Regions from separate parts of the Zea mays genome. Here all the other regions are linked to region 3. Evidence: chromatin contacts called from public Hi-C data. All regions are on one chromosome and are shown on one strand. Each heading gives the region's core, a stretch centred on a gene start, on an enhancer-like site or on the middle of the called end of the contact. The rest is flanking DNA. Distances are from core to core; before and after follow the strand shown. Region 1 holds the start of LOC100500945 (necrotic4). Region 2 has its middle 30 kb from the start of LOC103645961. Region 3 holds the start of LOC100192795.

Evidence for each region. A called contact is a pair of places that touch in the nucleus more often than the background predicts.
Region 1: a Hi-C map of leaf shows a contact between it and region 3, with 6 times the contacts expected there. The contact joins the promoter of LOC100500945 here to the promoter of LOC100192795 in region 3. A contact is called at or near these places in 4 of 25 Hi-C or Micro-C datasets (ear, endosperm, leaf and 1 more).
Region 2: a contact with region 3 is called in a Hi-C map of ear, with 4 times the contacts expected there. The contact joins the enhancer-like site here to the promoter of LOC100192795 in region 3. A contact is called at or near these places in 2 of 25 Hi-C or Micro-C datasets (ear and tassel).

What each region holds. Positions count from the first base shown.
Region 1 is chr2:11,060,184-11,062,883 of Zm-B73-REFERENCE-NAM-5.0, forward strand. LOC100500945 (necrotic4) reads right to left here and starts at 1,255. Exons shown (of 8, transcript NM_001195848.1): 1 at 514-1,255. The coding sequence starts at 1,071.
Region 2 is chr2:11,378,222-11,380,921 of Zm-B73-REFERENCE-NAM-5.0, forward strand. It overlaps the pseudogene LOC100383903. Among protein-coding and RNA genes, the nearest start is that of LOC103645961, 30 kb to the right of the region's middle. Within about 2 kb of position 1,265, at least 17 of the 20 cell types and tissues checked have an H3K27ac peak or open chromatin away from gene starts, as enhancers often do. A contact at or near this core is called in ear and tassel, where this site is marked.
Region 3 is chr2:11,246,722-11,249,454 of Zm-B73-REFERENCE-NAM-5.0, forward strand. It overlaps LOC100192795, which reads right to left and starts at 1,418. Exons shown (of 5, transcript NM_001137988.1): 1 at 1,302-1,418.

The sequences.
Region 1 (2,700 bases), core at 5-2,504, 190 kb before region 3:
AATTTCATAAACATGAATAGTAGAAGAGCAGCATTATCATTATAACAAACCAAAAGGCATGGTACACATAGGGGTGGTAATGGATCGCGATCCAAATGCTTATTCACAAAATGGTAGGGCCCTAAATAAATTTTAGTTCAAAAATGAATAGAAATAGGGTCCGATCCTAATACGATCCGATCCTTAAATCTTATAATGCAAAATTTAGAGCACATTGTCACCCCTAGGTACACATCAAGTATAGTAGAACAAACGAGCTACAATAGCAGGGTATCTAAAGAAAACTATGCATTTCAAGTCATAGCAGTGAAAAGATGAACCATATAGCTACAATAGGGTCATTATCTGATTATAGTATGCAATGAGCAATATCTAGAAACAAAAAATGGGAATATGTACACTATGACTGCGCTCAGGAAGCCAAAACAGACAAAAAAAAATGCTAAGGTGCCAACAGGTCTACAGGTACAGGTTCGTCAATCGTCTAGTCAATGCAGCAGGAAAGACATTTACCGAACTAATCCCCGCGGCGAAGAATGGCACGGGGCCAGGCTTGTGGCCATCCGCGGCGGCGGCCCCGTTCTTGGCGGCCTCCCCCTTGGCGGCGCGGTAGGCGTCGGGCGGCATGACCCCGTAGACGACGGAGACGTTGACCCCGGCCTTCTCGAAGACGCGGCCGTCCTGCAGGACGCGGCTGATGCCACCGCCCCCGCCAGGGCGCGACCAGACGTCCTCGACGAAGCGCGCGCCGCCGCCGTCGGCCTCCTCGAGCGCGGCGCAGACCTCCCCCTGCACCCGCCGGATCATGGCCTCGAACCGCGCCCGCACGGACCCGGACCCGTGCCCGTCCTCGCGGAGGAACGTCGGGGGCGGCTCGCTCTCCGGCGTCTCCTTCTCGATCGCCACCGACGCGCGCACGCGGAGCGCGCGGCTGCTGCGGCGGGGGGCGAGGCCGAGGCCGCCGCGCGGGAGGTGCGCCTGCACCGGCACACGCCCGCGGAGGCCCGCGGGGGCCGGCGCCGGCGACGGAGCTAGGGTTCGGGACGGGGCGGAGAGGAGGTTGGACGCCATTGGGTTTGGGTGGGTGGGTGGTTTGGTTCGGCGAGTGGTCGATTAGTGGTTTATGTAGGCGGCTGTGGCCGCCGGTGGGCGGCGCGGGCGGGATGCGGCCCGCGGTTTTGCAGCTGGTGAGGGAGGGTCAAAAGGGGAGGGAGGGGGAGGGGGGAGCGAGAGCGAGCTCCCGGGTTATGCTATGCTGCTCCTCCTCTGCTCCAAGGGGATAAGGAAACGGATCATGTTTGTTCGGGTTCGGCGCTCTCGCGATTTTCAGATTCTGCGAAAGGGATGCCTGCTGTGACGGTTTAGGATGGCTTTTAAAGTTTAACAACAACGAGACGCTAACACTTCAAAGTTCAAACAACAACAAGGTGACGGTAAAAAATGCCTCTGAGGTTGGATTTACAATCCTGTTTCCATTCATGTTCCGCATGTTTGGTTGGCTTCTTCCGATAGCCCGGCTGTATGAGTCAGGTCGGCGCGAGCCTGGCTCCAAAAATGCGGCCAATTTGCCCGCGTCTGTAGAGCCTGGCTCATGGTGCTTTAACTTTAAGTATCATACGAGTCTGACTCCATATCTGCACGCAGGTAACCAAACACACACCTTACACGCGTAGAGTCTGGTTGACAACAATCAAACAATAGCTCATTGCATCTCGCGATGTAAGCACCAGCAAATATAGGCAACCAAACACATGAGTTCTGAACCTGTTATGTTCACTCAGTCGTTGTAATTAAGGTAGGTTTATATGGTCAAGTGATAATAGATCTCCGACTCGGACCCCTCCTGGCCTCCATAATGACAAGGAATATAAGAAGCTGTATATACAGGTTCTTGTGTTCACTAGACCAGGTCACTTGTTTCTGAAAAACAAAGCGAAACATTGGTCGCGATAATTGAAAGAAGAAAAAAAAGGGTCGATTACTAATATAATGTCGAAGTCAAACCGTGGAAGATACAAGTCTATGGGTTCCAGATCAGGCTTTATTTTTCAGGCACCGATTGTATACTCTATCCAAGAACCTGTCACAGATTGTACACTCTATCCAATAACCTGTCAAACCGCTATTCAGCCACCCGTAGGGATTAGGAAAGGGTACGTAGAAATTGAGAACGCTGCCAACATCTCATAGTCTCCAAGTGCAAAGGCAAAGGAAATGGATACATAGTAATGTTAGAATCACAAGATCTCTAGGAGTAGACTAGTGGGGTAATCTGTTTTTTATCGAGTAATTTCGCGTTCCTAATTTCTTGGAAAAAACAACATTAGATTGTTACGGTCCGTGGGAAGCGCAGGCGTGTTGGAGGATGCAGATCCGTCCGCCATCAGGTTCGTGATGAAGGTCGGTGCAGCGAGGTTGTGACGGTGTCTTCGCGTCACTGGTTGCGCACCCTCTCTCAGATCGATGTTAGGGTTTGTCGGTGAGGAGTACGGCTCTAGCGAACTACGTCATCTGAGCCGCCGGACCCCACCCTTTTTATTTACAGTGTAGTATGAGAGTGTGTGACAGAGACCCACCAACCATATAGAGTTGGGCGTCCCCTACCAAGGCGCAATCAAAGGCCCAAAATGTTCGTTGAGCCATCTTGGTGAAGATCAATCCAACAAGTAAGACACAACGATAGTCTCTCGCTACATCGGC
Region 2 (2,700 bases), core at 15-2,514, 130 kb after region 3:
GTATCATCTATTTTCCCATGGAGGTTTTCAAGGATGATACATTATGACATAGCTATTGTTGCATTTGAACTAGGTTATGGGCTTATCTCCCTAGAGTTCAAATGGATCAACAATAGAGTATGACTACTCTCCTTATTTTTCCCATTGGGTTTTTAAGGAGACTCGGCTAATATGTTGATTTCTCAGATTTTCTGAATAGATTATCTTGGAGAAATATTAGCCTGAGTTATGTCTCATCATTTATTTTCCCCACGGGGTTTTTGAGATGATGGTTGTAGACATATTAGTGTTCTTTGGGCTAGATGTCCATGGGAGAATAATGTTATACCATGGTTCAATTGAACCACCGACAATTATCTATAAGGATAATTGAGCTTGTGTTGTTCAGATGGAAACAGGTTATATCAAGAGCAACATTAATAAGCATATTGCTCCTAAATTGTATTATCCATCTTGCAAACAAAGTTTTGTGATAATCTTGCCGATCTATTCACAAAATCTCTACCATACTCAACGTTTTCAGAATTGTGTTGAGGTGATTGGTATGAGAAGACTTAAGTGCTTGCAAGGATCAGGGGGAGTAATTCTCCATGATATTTGACCTGTTTTGTACCATCATATTACACTCTTTTCTTTGTATGAGTTTTGCCTTGTAAGGTTTTCTCATCCAAAGTTTTTAACGAGGTAATATCAACTAAGCTATATGCTTCATCATTGATTTTTCCCCATGGGGGTTTTTATGAATGATGATTACAAGCATATTTTCTTTTGGAGTTCGAGTGAGATTATTCTCATTATCCAAAAGACATTGTGTACTCCATATTTTTTCCCACAGGGTTTTTGATGAGATAAGATCTTGAAAGAACAGCTGACAGATCATCAAATGAAGTTGGATTGATCAAGCGGGAGTGTTACAAAATATTACATATGTGATCAATCCAAGGGGTGCGACATTTTTCCCCAAGGGACACACCCCTTGGGATACACCCCTTCACTTGTATATAAGTGTAATGATCTCTGGAATACAAACGTTGTCTGTCATTCTCTCCATTCTCTATGTCTCGTTACCACTGAAATTCAATACACTCGATTATTCTACACCTCCTGTGCGGCGCGCGCACGTGTCACATGACCCGCTCCGTGGCCCACGGGTCTCGTCTCTCGTGTGGCCGGGCTCCGGCGAGGATATCCTAGGACGTGCACACGTGGGCCCAAGCCACGACCGACCAAGCAGGACCAGCCGATCGGCCACCCCAGGCCGGCAGGCTACCATCCACCACAGCTCGGCCCACAGGGGGGCAAGCCGACGAGCGATCCCAGAGACTCTCAACAAGTCAACCAGCAACAGCTCCAACGCGTCGCCCATTATTGCTACGCGCACCAAAAGAAAATGAAAAGTTGTTGTTGTTTCGTAGCCACTAACCACGAAAGGCTGTTTGTTTATTTCCGTGCGTTCGTATCATATCAAATATTTAGATATTAATTATAAGTATTTTACATAGACTTAATTAGGTTTAGTAAGTTTATCTCACTTTTTAGTCTTGATATGTGCAATTAGTTTTATGTATAATTATCATTCAAATATTTGATGTGACAAAGAATCAGGTGAAACCAAACACCAGGAAGTAGGGAAGATAATAAAGTGAGCGCAATAGTCGCTAGGCTGTCAAGGACATGGAGTACGCTTGTAGCTAGCGCGTGTCTGCTTGTCCGAATCTACCAGAGCAACAACGGCGCACGACTGAACACAATAAGAATATCTCCATTCTCCAACATATATCTATTTTATACTCTATTTTAAACTTCTCTCTACAACAATGCTATATATAATTCCGTGTCTTCTATTTCCTATGCTCTAATAGAGACAGTCTAACAACTGCTGTTTCGTTAGACTAGCTGGACAAAGCAGTATGCCGTTCCCGCGCCTTTTGTTGTTTTAGGGAGAGATTGCTTACACCCATGTACTACCGTTGAGCTGGTTTCATATAGATAATACTAGTAACTGGCGCGCGCAGACGACCTGCGCGCGTGGGCAAAAATTGTAGTATAAGTGATAACATTTTGAGCAAGATATACATATACTCATCTAAATAGAGTTAGGTAAATTATCGTGTTTCAACATTTGAAATCAAGTTGTTATATTTATAAAAATTGTCTTGAAAAGGATGAATATATATATATATACACATAATTGTAGAGAACATACAAAAATAAACACCCTAGAACTTCAAAGGTTGTTGATGGTAGAAGGCAACATTCAGTTTTGGGAAGATTTCTTGGGAGTTTTTTCTCGGATACTCATGTGTCCTTCTTGAACCTGTTGGTGAATTATGGAAAAAATAGTGAGTTGGTACATATATTTTCATTTATGGACTGATTTGTATTTGTATCTTTTTTCACAAATGGAACTTTATGTAAAGATACAAGAAGAACTTTAAGCAGAATCATAAGTGCAGGTTTTGACTCACCATTATCATAACAATTGTTTTATAGATTATTGTTAAGTCTTAACAAAGTAGAACATGACATACATGATGCCTGTGAAGTTTGTTGTGTCCTAGAATTAGAGCATTAGACTAGAAATAGTATGGTATGCACATTGGACATGAAGCGTCTGTTCGGCATACAATATAGTGAGATTACTAATTAGAAATAGCAGCTAGGCAAGGCGTAATGCCTTAAATCAAGTATTCTCTTTAG
Region 3 (2,733 bases), core at 168-2,667:
CATTTCATAATTCATACCCTTGAAACACCCATTCTCTGCCTTGCAAGTGGCCCAGGAATTGCTGGATCAGGTGATTAAGTTACATGGCCTTCCGAAAACGATTGTTTCAGATTGAGACCGGATCTTTACAAGCAACCTCTGGCAACACTTGTTCACTCGGTTCAACACTAAGCTACTCCTCAGCACAGCCTACCACCCTCAAACCGATGGCCAGAGCGAGAGAGTAAACCAATGCCTCGAGATGTATCTCCGCTGTGCAGTTGCTGAAACTCCAAAGAAATGGAAACGATGGTTGGCGTTAGCCGAATTCTGGTATAATACATCCTTCCATACATCCTTAGGATGCTCCCCATTCAAGGCAATCTATGGCTATGATCCAGACTGCTCTTTTCTTCCAGCGTCTGCGGCCAAACCAGACCCAACAGCTGAAGATTTTCTGTGGGACAGGGAAGTGCAGACTGACAGACTCAAACAGCATCTCGCAGTGGCTCGCAACCGTATGAAAATTCAGGCCGACAAACACCGGATCGACCGTCAGTTCCAAGTTGGGGATCAAGTTCTGCTCAAGCTCCAATCATACACTCAGCACACAGTGGCCAAGCGTATTTGTCCCAAGCTTGCATACCGTTACTATGGGCCATTTTCAGTTCTTCAGAAACTAGGCGCAGTTGCTTACAAACTAGATCTTCCAGCAACTTCTCAAATTCATCCAGTCTTCCACGTCTCTCAGTTGAAACCATTTACTCCAAACTATACTCCTGTGTTTACTGAGCTCCCCACTCTAACAGATCTGTCGGTCCAAGGGACTGAACCCCTTCAGGTGCTCGATCGTCGCATGGTAAAAAAGGGACACAAGGCAATCGTCCAGGTGCTCATCAGGTGGAAGAATCTCGACCCTGCTGCCACCACATGAGAAGACTACACGGTGTTGAAGCATCGCTTTCCTGAAGCAGTTGCTTGGGGCCAAGCAACACCTGAGGCCGGGGGAGATGTCACGGCAGACACTGCCGGACTGGAGGAAGCAGCCGGACTGGAGGAAACAGAGACTGAGAGCCGGGACGCCGAACGGTGAACACTATCTACCATCTGGAATAGAAAACCACAAACCTAGCAGCCCTCCGGCTGATCCAGCGTCTTCCTCGCCATCGCCGACACGCTCACCGGCGATCCACTGCTCGGCTCACGTCCGGCGTAGGCGCGTCGTGGCCACGGGTCGTCACAATCTAACCCTAGAACCGCCCCCGGCCGCCGGACGGAGCTGCAGACCCGCTGACCCCCGAATGAAAACCGAGGTAACTTACCGGTCGCAGCGTCCGTGCGCCCCGCTCGCCTGACGCCGCGTGGATGGAGTGGACCGATCTCCGCGCTGCCGGGACGGTGGTGCTTGCGCGCTCTTCGGCGGGCAGGGCGAGATGGGGAATCGGGATTGAGATCGGCTGCCTTCGCCCTTTGAAGGTAGAGCACGCACTCAGCTGCTCTCTACCGTTGGATGAATCGGACGGCTGCTAAAACATGCTGCTACGGGAGATAGGCGAAGTGAAGGGAAAGACCTGCATTTATTGCTGTATGGAGGGAAAATGCCTCCTTCTTACTCTGTTTTGGCGCCAGAAATCTCCATTCTGCAACCTGAGCTCTATCTCTTCTTCCTTTTCTCTTTCTCACGCTGAGATAACATCCCTAATGGAAGAAGATCCAAACAAGAATTACCAAGAAGACAAAAGGTAAATAATACAACTATCATACTTATTATTCTTATTCTGATTTTTTTATAGTTTACGAAGACTGCTAAGCTGCTAGCTTGTTCTCTATTTTTAGACAATCTGTAGCTCTTGTTAAGAATGGAGAGGTGGGAGATGATCCTGGAGGCAGCAGGTCAAAGACACAACTCTTATGTTTGTTGTTCTTCTATTTTTTTTATCGCTCATAAGGAAAACTAATACCCCGCTCTTGATGTTTTAGACATGACGTACTTCCTGTTATGGTGCCTGAAATTGGTATGAAGTTTCAAGATGAGGCAGAGGCTTGGAATTTTTGGAATACATATGGAGGTAACATTGGTTTTGAGGTTAGAAAGAGATATGCAAACAAAAGAAAATCTGATGGAATAGTGAGATCATTTAGATTTGTTTGTGCGAAAGAGGGTCAGCGGAAACAAGATAAAAGAAGTCATCTTGTAAAACGGCCGCGAGCTGAAACTAGAACTAAATGTCCAGTACGAATGAGCCTTATTCTAGATCGAGAGATAGGAGATTATGAAGTGTCTGATCTTATTTTAGACCACAATCATGCTCTTTACCCACCAGAAACACTCCACTTGATGTCATCACAAAGAAATATTAGTTGGATTCAACCATTTTAGAGAAACAGTAGTTTTTGGTGCAGCTCTTATGTATGACGAAACGTTTGAGTCCTTCAAGTGGTTGTTTGAGACCTTTTTAAAAGCCCACAATGACAAGCAACCTCGTACAATATTTACTGATCAGGATAGTGCAATGGGTAAGGCAGTTGAAAAAGTGTTCATTGAGGCATGGCATGGATTATGTTCCTTCCACATAATGCAAAATGTTGTCAAACATTTACCTCAGCCTGAGAATGAAGGCTCACATTTACTATCTGATTTTAGTGCATGCATGTTTGAGTATGAAGATAGAGAAAAATTTGAAGATGCATTTAACGCCCTAAGGAGCAAGATGCACAAGCAAACATGGTTGGACAGTATCTACAAGCTTAAGG